Linked DNA regions of Ovis aries: region 2 is linked to region 1. The links are chromatin contacts, called in public Hi-C maps. All regions are on one chromosome and are shown on one strand. Each heading gives the region's core, a stretch centred on a gene start, on an enhancer-like site or on the middle of the called end of the contact. The rest is flanking DNA. Distances are from core to core; before and after follow the strand shown. Region 1 has its middle 48 kb from the start of TRNAC-GCA. Region 2 overlaps ERGIC1 (endoplasmic reticulum-golgi intermediate compartment 1).

The links. A called contact is a pair of places that touch in the nucleus more often than the background predicts.
Region 2: a contact with region 1 is called in a Hi-C map of muscle, with 2.1 times the contacts expected there. The contact joins two enhancer-like sites. A contact is called at or near these places in 2 of 16 Hi-C or Micro-C datasets (muscle and tail adipose tissue).

The regions. Positions count from the first base shown.
Region 1 is chr16:4,653,861-4,658,755 of ARS-UI_Ramb_v3.0, forward strand. No RefSeq gene overlaps it. Among named protein-coding and RNA genes, the nearest start is that of TRNAC-GCA, 48 kb to the right of the region's middle. Within about 2 kb of position 2,686, at least 7 of the 54 cell types and tissues checked have an H3K27ac peak or open chromatin away from gene starts, as enhancers often do. A contact at or near this core is called in muscle and tail adipose tissue, where this site is marked.
Region 2 is chr16:4,788,874-4,793,768 of ARS-UI_Ramb_v3.0, forward strand. The region is part of intron 1 of ERGIC1 (endoplasmic reticulum-golgi intermediate compartment 1); the gene reads left to right. Among named protein-coding and RNA genes, the nearest start is that of ERGIC1, 26 kb to the left of the region's middle. Within about 2 kb of position 2,823, at least 34 of the 54 cell types and tissues checked have an H3K27ac peak or open chromatin away from gene starts, as enhancers often do. A contact at or near this core is called in muscle and tail adipose tissue, where this site is marked.

The DNA.
Region 1 (4,895 bases), core at 1,436-3,935:
TAGCCCAGGAGACACACTATCAGATTTGTGTTTTCCAACGTGGTGCTGGCAGAAGCTGAGACCGGGAGGAGGCTGCATCCACTGGGGCTCTGGTACCAGCTCCAGGCCAGACACCCAGGGTCCACATGCCTGCCCTGCCCACTCCCCGCTGCTGCAGACCTACTTAACTTACCCTGCCAATGCCTTAGTTTCCTCATCTGTTAAATGAAAATAAGAGGATTATGAGAATTAAGTGAGAGACATAAAGCACGAGGCCAGAGTAAGTGCTGAATCCAGGGCAGCCATTACTGTTCGTCAGTAAAAACCGTCATTTTAAGCAGAGTACATCATGTGAGACGCCGGGTTGGATGAAGCAAAAGCTGGAATCAAGATTGTTGGGAGAAATATCAACAACCTCAGATATGCAGATGATACCACCCTAATGGCAGAAAGCGAAGAAAAACTAAAGAGCCTCTTGATGAAGGTGAAAGAACAGAGTGGAAAAGCTGTTTAAAACTCGACATTCAAAAAACGAAGATCATGGCATCTGACACCATCACTTCATGGCAAATAGATGGTGGAAAAGTGGAAACAATGACAGATTTTCTTTTCTTGGATTCCAAAATCACTGCAGCCACAAAATTAAAAGACACTGGCTCCTTGGAAGAGAAACTATGACCATCCTAGACAGCATATTAAAAACCAGAGACAACACTTTACCAACAAAGGTCCGTCTAGTCGAAGCTATGGTTTTTCCAGTAGTCACGTATGGATGTGAGGGTTGGACCATAAGGAAGGCTCCGTGCTGGAAAATTTATGCTTTTAAATTGTGGTGCTACAACAAAGGAAAATATAAGCAAGGTGAAAAGACAGCCTTCTGAATGGGAGAAAATAATAGCAAATGAAGCAACTGACAAACAACTAATCTCAAAAATATACAAGCAACTTATGCAGCTCAACTCCAGAAAATAAACGACCCAATCAAAAATGGGCCAAAGAACTAAATAGACATTTCTCCAAAGAAGACATACGGATGGCTAACAAACACATGAAAAGATGCTCAACATCACTCATTATTAGAGAAATGCAAATCAAAACCACAATGAGGTACCACTTCACACCAGTCAGAATGGCTGCGATCCAAAAATCTGCAAGCAATAAATGCTGGAGAGGGTGTGGAGAAAAGGGAACCCTCCTACACTGTTGGTGGGAATGCAAACTAGTACAGCCACTATGGAGAACAGTGTGAGATTCCTTAAAAATTGCAAATAGAACTACCTTATGACCCAGCAATCCCACTTCTGGGCATACACCGAGGAAACCAGAATTGAAAGAGACACATGTACCCCAATGTTCATCGCAGCACTGTTTATAATAGCCAGGACATGGAAACAACCTAGATGTCCATCAGCAGATGAATGGATAAGAAAGCTGTGGTACATATACACAATGGAATATTACTCAGCCGTTAAAAGAATTCATTTGAATCAGTTCTGATGAGATGGATGAAACTGGAGCCGATTATACAGAGTGAAGTAAGCCAGAAAGAAAAACACCAATACAGTATACTAACACATATATATGGAATTTAGGAAGATGGCAATGACGACCCTGTATGCAAGACAGGGAAAGAGACACAGATGTGTATAACGGACTTTTGGACTCAGAGGGAGAGGGAGAGGGTGGGATGATTTGGGAGAATGACATTCTAACATGTATACTATCATGTGAATTGAATCGCCAGTCTATGTCTGACGCAGGATGCAGCATGCTTGGGGCTGGTGCATGGGGATGACCCAGAAAGATGTTATGGGGAGGGAGGTGGGAGGGGGTTCATGTTTGGGAATGCATGTAAGAATTAAAGATTTTAAAATTTAAAAATAAAAACTAAAAAATAAAAATAAAAATAAATAAATAAATAAATTGTGGTGCTAGAGAAGACTTTTTATATTTTCGTTCAGAAAGGCCACTTGACTGATGGAGGTAAAACTGAAAGGTGTTCTCCACAGCCCTCCCTCACTCATGTCAGTGGCTTCACTGGGCCCTTGGACTTCAAGATGCAACCAGATCCAACCTAAAGGAAGTCAACCCTGAGTATTCACTGGAAAGATTGATGCTGAAACTGAAGCTCAAACACTTTGGCCATCTGATGCAAAGACCTGACTCGCTGGAAAAGACCCTGATGCTGGGAAAGACTGAAAGTGGGAAGAGAAGGGGAAGACAGAGGATGGGATAGTTGTATGGTATCACCAACTCAATGGACATGAATTGGAGCAAACTCTGGGAGATGGTGAAGGACAGGGAAGGCTGGGGTGCTGCAGTCCATGGGGTTGCCATGAGTCAAACACAACAGCATCTGAACAACAACGAAAGAGTCGTAATCAGTGAATGCAGGAGTTTGTGAAGACCAAAAAGGACGGAGTCACTGAAGGCCCTTGAGAGTGCCTGAGGAACAGTGTGGCCCGGAGGACACAGTGTAACAGGACTCCCTGGCCCTCCTTGGGTGCCAGGCTGGGAGCTGATGCCTAGATTGGACTCCCGCCCCTCTCCTCCCTGTGCCCTGGCCCTATCCACCCACATGACCCAGCTTCCTGTTTGTGATGCCAAGGCTGGTGGGAGGAAATCAGTGCCCCCACCCTGGGGCTGGAGGGCAGGAATGTGGATGTGCTGACGTCAAAGCGTGTCCTAGTTCTAGGGAAGTCGGGATGGGAAGGGCTTCCTGCAGCTTCGCCTTTGATCCCATGGCTGCACTGGAGATGTGAGCCAGCCCAGAGGGAGTCCAACCACAAGAGCAGGGTTTTTTTCTGATGGATGCCCCTATAGTGAAGTCAGGGTCCTACCCCCACACGGCTACGTGGTCCAAGGAAATCACCTCCCCCTCCCAGGCTCAGCTTCCCTAGCTATAAGGATCTATGAGTGTCCATTCCAAAGCCTGCTTCACTCCTCAGACGCATATTAGGGGACCCAGCCTGACCTGGAAGGACTGATGCTAAAGTTGAAGCTCCAGTACTTTGGCCACCTGATGAGAAGAACCAACTGATTGGAAAGGACCTTGATGCTGGGAAAGATTGAGGGCAGGAGGAGAAGGGGGTGACAGGATGAGATGGTTGGATGGCATCATGGACTCACTGGGCATGAGTTTGAGCAAACTCCGGGAGATGGTGAAGGTCAGGGAAGACTGGCATGTTGCAGTCCATGGGGTCGCGAAGAGTTGGACATGACTTAAGAGAGTCAACAGCCTGAGCTGGCTGATGGTGGGGGTAAGAAAGGAGGCCCTGAAGCCAGCAGACTGTGGCCAAAGCATTTCTGGAGGTGGCTGCAAGTGGTTTTCCCAGCATCAGGCCTGTGACGCAGGCTGAAGCCTGACCCAGGCACCTCCTGGCCCAGTGACTCAGTTTCCCCAGCTCTGCAGAGGCATAATATACCTCTTCTCAGCCGTGCAGAGGCAGTGAGGCGTGGCTGACACATGTCCATCTGTGGGGGTCCTTCATAATATCATCTATCAAGCACTTGTCACACCCTCAGAGATTTATGTGTTTTCAATTGATTCCAAATTTAATCCTAAGAGATAGAGACTGGGATTGCTTCCATTTTACAGAAGGGTAATCTGAGGCTTCCCTGGTAGCTCAGTGGTAAAGAACCTGCCTGGCAACGCAGGAGCTGAATTGTACTTAGTCGTCCAGTTGTGTGCGAGTCTTTACGATTCCATGGACTGTAGATGACCAGGCTCCTCTGTCCATGGGGATTCTCCAGACAAGAATACTGGAGTGGGTTGCCATGCGTTCCTCCAGGAGATCTTCCCAAACTAGGGATCAAACCCAGGTCTCCTGCACTGTGGGAGACCATCTGAGCCACCAGGGAAGCTCAAGAATACTGGAGTGGGTAGCCTATCCCTATCCAGTTCCCAAACCAGGAACTGAACTGGGGTCTCCTGCCCACAGTGCAAATGTGGGTTCAATCCCGGGTCAGGAAGATCCCCTGGAAAGGCAATGTCAACCCACTGCAGTATTCTTGCTGGGGAAGTCCCATGGACAGAGGAGCCTGGTGGGGCTACATATAGTCCCTGGGGTTGCAAAGAGTCAGACATGACTTAGTGACTAAACAAAAACAACAGCAAAGTGAGGCTCAGAGAGGCGAGGGAAGCTGCCTGAGCTCACAGTTAGGAAGTGGCAGAGCCAGAAAAAGAGCACCGTATATCCCCGACATCAGCAACACGCCCCTTTGACCATGGCACGGCCATCATCTCAGAGCACACCGAGCAATCTGCCCCACAGAGGGTCTCCCACCCACTCAGACAGCCTGACCTGCAGGCCCCCAGAATGTGAGGAGGTGGCCCAGACCATCCAAACCTGTGTGCAGGTCTGCCCTCCCTTCTCCAGGGTGACCACCCATGTCTCCCTGAGCAGCAGGCTCACCCCTGCCCCACGCTCCCTGGAGCACAGGGGCTCAGGCTCGCCACCCCTGCGTGGTGGGAGTGAAAGAGTGCCCGCCCAGGAGCACTGGGAGGATGTCCGAGGAGGGCTCAGAGGGCTCAGGGCTCAGTGTCCAAGGATGTCCGAGGAGGGCTCAGAGCAAGGTCTTGGGACAGCAGGAGAAACCAGGGGTGAACCTTCTAACGCCCTCCACCCTGTTCTGCTGCCTTGCCTGCCCGCCCTCCCATGGCCTCTCTGCCTTTCTCCAGGACACTGCTCAGCCCCACTGTAGAGCCGGAGAACCTGGGAGAGAGTCCAGACTTGCCCGCCACTAGCGGACCATTTTTCCTTTCTCTGAGTCTCTTTCTTTTTCTGTATAAATACATCAGCATAACAGCTGCCTCATTTCAAGACTGTTGGATATTAAGACATGATGTTTTGAAAGTGCCTGGTACAATGTCTGACGTAGAGCAGTCATTTGATGAAATCACAGCTGTTGATGCT
Region 2 (4,895 bases), core at 1,573-4,072, 140 kb after region 1:
CGTGGGCCTGAGGAACACACTGATGTACGTTGAATTTCACTAGAAAAATACACTAAGGAGAGTATCTGCAATGCGTTAAGCGTCTTAGATTAGGAGTAACGGGAACTCGTAAATTCAGTTTCCTCATCTGTAAAATGGTCCTAAGGATAATGCCTGCTTCCAAGGGCTGTTCTGAGGATTAAATGGACTGATGCAGATGAGACGCTTGGCATTGAACTTGGCTGGGGTAGGTTCTTCAGCTGATGGCATGGAGAGCCCAGTCCATCCCCTCTTACCATCCTGATCTGCTAAAAAGCATACGCATCTCTAGTCCAGCAGTTTCAGGGAGATACTAAGAAATTTGTTTCACTTTCTTGCAGGGATGCTAGGCGTGAGAGACTTCCCCCCTTGAGTCTAGAACTGGACTAGGGTCTGGACTGTTCCTTGTGTGCGGCAGTGAGTAGTCACAGCCCTGACTCCACCCCCTCCCAGCTGTGGGATCCCGGGCAGGTCCTTCATCCCCGTGGGCCTCAGTTTCCTCATCTGTAACAATAGGCTAGTAACCCTCACTACCGCCCAGCGCCAGGCGCTGTGTGAGGCAGGGTGAAATGGTGCATGAATTGTCAGCAAACACTCCACCATGGCCAGCTGGTGCCCAACCGCCTCCTCCGGGGGTCCCCTCAGCCCCCAGGACCCCAGGCAGCCCTCAGGTATGACTGAGTTCCCACCTCCTGTTCCTTCCTTCTTCCTTTATAGCTCCTAGCGTGGTGGTAATAAAGTCCGGGGCTCTCCATCTGCTCTTTGCTTTACTTCCCATTTCATTTTTCATACCCTGGGCTGTTCAGTCACTCGTCCATTCGCTCTCTCGTTATGTACACATTATGCTGGTGGTTGTGCTGGGCGCTGGGGGTGGGGAGCAGTGGTGAACGGGAGGGATATAGCTCCTCCTGTCATGGAGTCTCCATTTTCAGCGACTAAATCAAGCATCCAATAAAATTTGTACTTATCAGCTGCTATGAGAAAGGAAGAACACGGGGGCTCTTCTAGAGGTCAGGGGAAACCTCACAGCAGTGATGCTTGAGTAGCTTTCTGAAAGATGCTTCGGGATCACTGCGGGGAGGCCCAGGTGGAGGGGTCAGCATGGGCGCGGGCCCTGCAGGGAGGGAACATTGTCCGGGTGCAGGTGTCTGCGGGGCAGAGCCCGGAAGACCCCAGATGGGAGGGCTCAGCCGGGCCAGGCCGCTAGGGCCTCGCAGGGCACAGCTGGGAGGGTGACCTTTATCCTAGAGAAGTCTTTGCCCCTTGAAGCTTTCTAAGCAGGTCTTCGTGAATAGCTCACGTCAGAGCCTCCTTCAGCGTCCAGGTGAGGGTGGTGACTTTCATCACACACTAGAGGAGCCACTCACGACTTGCACTTGGCAAGACCAGAGTCCTTGTGTTGATACAGAAAAAAGTCAGAGGCCAGGACCGTGTGTCCCGGAAGTTTGGGGTGGGGCCCAGGAGCCTTTGCCGAATCACCGCCTGTCACAGTGGTGACGCTGGTGGTCAAGGTGGCTCAGAGGAACCCAGGGAAAACCTATTGTGTGCCCAGCAGGTCCAAGTTCATGCTCTCAGCTGACCTTCCAAGCGCCCTGTGGTCCAGGGTGGGTGTGCCCTATTGTCCAAAGAAAGCAAAGAGGGTTGGGCGCTGGTGAGGGATCTGCCCAGGATCCCGAGGCTCCTACGTGCCAGGTTTGGGGCAAGGTCTGTACTTCCTGCCTGTAAGTAACACCTGGGAGAGCACGTCCCTGTTTCCGAAGCACTTTGGGTGGCAGCACCCGGTCAGGAGGTCCTGGCGCCAGGAGAACCTCCCTGAGGTTGTGACTTCTGAAGCTCACATCGGCGCCTGCTCCTGCCATGTAGCCCAGGCCCCATTCATCGCTTCCCAGGCTCCCCCAGGCCTGGGGACAGCGGGTGACCTTATCAGGGACGGCTCTGCTCCCATGCATATCCAGCCCCCCTCTGTGTCTCCCCCCGCCCCTCAATTTATCTTTCAGGCCTCGGGTTGAGGCAGGGCCGTTCCCTGTAAATACCAGTGCCCTTACTTGTGCATTTTTCCTCTATGATTTTTCCTGTTTTGATGAAACACTGCTCTTGGCTGTGCAGGTTCCCAAGAGGGAACTGGGGCCCTGACCCGGCCAGCCAGTCATTCAGGAACTTTGCTCCCAGGCCCAGCCCCACACCCAGCCTGCATTCCGCTGGGGCCAGACCTTAACCTCCCTGCACTGTGTGAATGGGCCGTCCCTCCCCCACTCCCAGTCCCCGGATTCCCATGGCCACCTCCTTATCGCCTTTCCCAGCTGACTGAAAAAAGAGCATTCCAGCCCCCAATTAGCCTCGCCCTCTCTGCCTTTCTTCCCGACTGGGGGGCGGGGGGGGCGAGTGTACTAGGGTTCAGTCTGAGCCCCCTGCATCCATCAGGGCCTGAGTCACATACAGGCCACCTGTAGGGAAAGAGTCTGGGGGTGCCTTAGCCCGTTCATTCACTCGTGTGTTCAGCAAATGTACTAATTGCCTACTGTGTGCCAGGCGTTGTTCTAGGCCCTGGGCGCAGAGCGCGTGGAGATGGACAAGTATCGCCCGCCCGCCTGGTGAGGCCCAGCGGCGCTCCTTGGCTCCACTTTGCAGGTGGGGATGGAGGTGTGGAGCACTTGGGCAGGTTTCCAGGGGCTCCTGGCCACCTGTCTGCCACCTCTGAGGGGAGTCATGTTAAAAGCCCCTTGAGTAGGGCCCCTGGAGCCTGATACAGCCCTGAAACCTCTTCTGACTGAGCGTGGGCGAGACTCCAGCCCTCACCCCGTGCCTTGGTCAGGTGTCCTTGGGCAGGACAGCCTGCCCAGCTGGACACGGTGGCCTTGCCAAGACCACAGCACAGCCAGTAGGTGGTGGTTCCTGGATGTGGGAGCCAGTCCTTTGGGGTTCTTTACTGTTTGTTGGCTCGGTTATGTCTGCCCCTGTTCCCGCGGTGTTTCTTGCCTTTCAGCAGTGCTGTGCCTCAGGCCTTGTCTTCATCCCCCAGCTCTGCCAGAAGTGCTGTTCACAGTGTTTGTCCTGAGTAATTACAAGTTTTCAATCTTACCTTTGACGTACATTTACCCACCCCACGCTCCTACGTGTTTGTTAATTCCTTATTCATTCTTTCAACAAACAGCGTTTATTCAGGACCAGGCCCCTGCATGCCAGGGAGGAGAGAGACAGGTGAAGCAGACTCGTCGGTGTCCTCGGAGGGGGGACGAGGACAGGGTCCCCCTGCTGTGTGCGGCAGTGGGGCTGATACTCCGAAGGGCCAGGCAGGCCGACCTACTTGGCCCTCATGCTGGTGACGGGCAGAGCTAACCCCAAGGAGAGGTCTCAGGGCACCTGCATGGCCTTCTCGCATCTCTTAACTGATTTCATCTCAGCCATTGCTGTGAGGTGGTGCAGGGTCTGTCATTATGAACGCTGTGCGTTTCAGGAGCTAGGCCTTCCCTGGTGGTCTAGTGGTTGAGTCCATGCACTCCGTGCAGGGGGTCTGGGTCCTGTCCTTGGTCAGGGCACTAAGGTCCTGCATAGCAAGGTCATAAAACCATAATAATAATGAATAAAGTGAAACCCACCTGATTCTTAAGATACATCTGGAGCTAGCTAACTTACCCAGGGACAGCTGGCTAGTGGCAGAGGCGGGACTGAACCCAGGCTTCCTGGCTCCCCAGTCTCGGCCCTAACTGCGCCAAGCTGCATGGCTGTGAACTTGTTAGAGAAAGAAATGGGAGCGAGAGCGTACGAATCGCAGAGCTGAGAAAGCAGCAGACCGCCCCGAGGCTCGAGTGGCAGAATCGAGCCCGGCTTGTGTGGGAGCTGGTGCCTGCGTGCATCCAGGGCTCAGGTCCTTTCAGACCGAGAGACCCAGAGTGCTCTTGGGTGAGCACAGAGCCAGGGTGTCGGCCGCACCCGTGTGTCTCACTGAGCACAAAAACATACTCCAGAGCCAGACCCTGAGTTCCACAGCGTTTGGAGCCCTGCCTGAGGGCCTGGGCCGGTGCTGTGTGGAGGAGGAAGGGCCTGGCTGGGGCAGGCGGAGGCCAGGCCAACCTCAGCCGGAACCTGGCGCTGTCGCTGACCGCCGGGGTCACTCAGGGTGAGATGGGGTCCGCCCTCCTGGGCGCTCAGCGCGCCGCTGCACAGCCACTGCTGAGGACAGTAGAGGCCTTCCCCCGCCCGCAGGGGCCTGCGAGACCCGCCCTCCCCCGTCACCGCCAAGCTCGTCCTGCACCATCCCTGCTCCCCATGCTCCAGCTGTGTGGGCACTGATGCTGGGTGACCATGCTCCCCGCTTACCCTGCCGCTTGGAGGCCCTTCCTGGTCTCGGCATGGCCGACTCGTCCTCTCCCCACAGGTCTCTGCTCAGGGGTCCCGCCCTGACCACTCGGCCTGGCAGTGTCCCCGTGATCCTCCCCACACCACCCTGTGTGCTCCTGTGTGCACTTAGCATGCTTCAGAACAGCCACGCCTCTGTTTTGTCCATCCCCTCCACGAGAACACCAGTTCCTCAGTTCATGGGCCTTGCCTGTCTTGTTCACTCTCCTTTCTCCAACACCATCAGTGGTACCTGGCACTTGTGGACACTAAATGTTTGTTAGCTAGACGAATGAGCCTCAGTTTCCTCATCTGTAAAATGGGAAGGAGCTTGCAGCCCTGATAAAGGTGGTGTGAAGATTAGAGTGTGTTTAGGTTGAGGTGCCTCGTGCAGACCTTTCACTTACCATAGACACTCAGGATTGGTAAACGAAGCATGTGCTAAGACCCAGGAGTGAATGAATGTCCATCCTAGTTTAGACTCCATGGATGCTGCATGGCTAGTTTTTTTGATAATGCCAGGCCAACCTGGTGCTCACCAG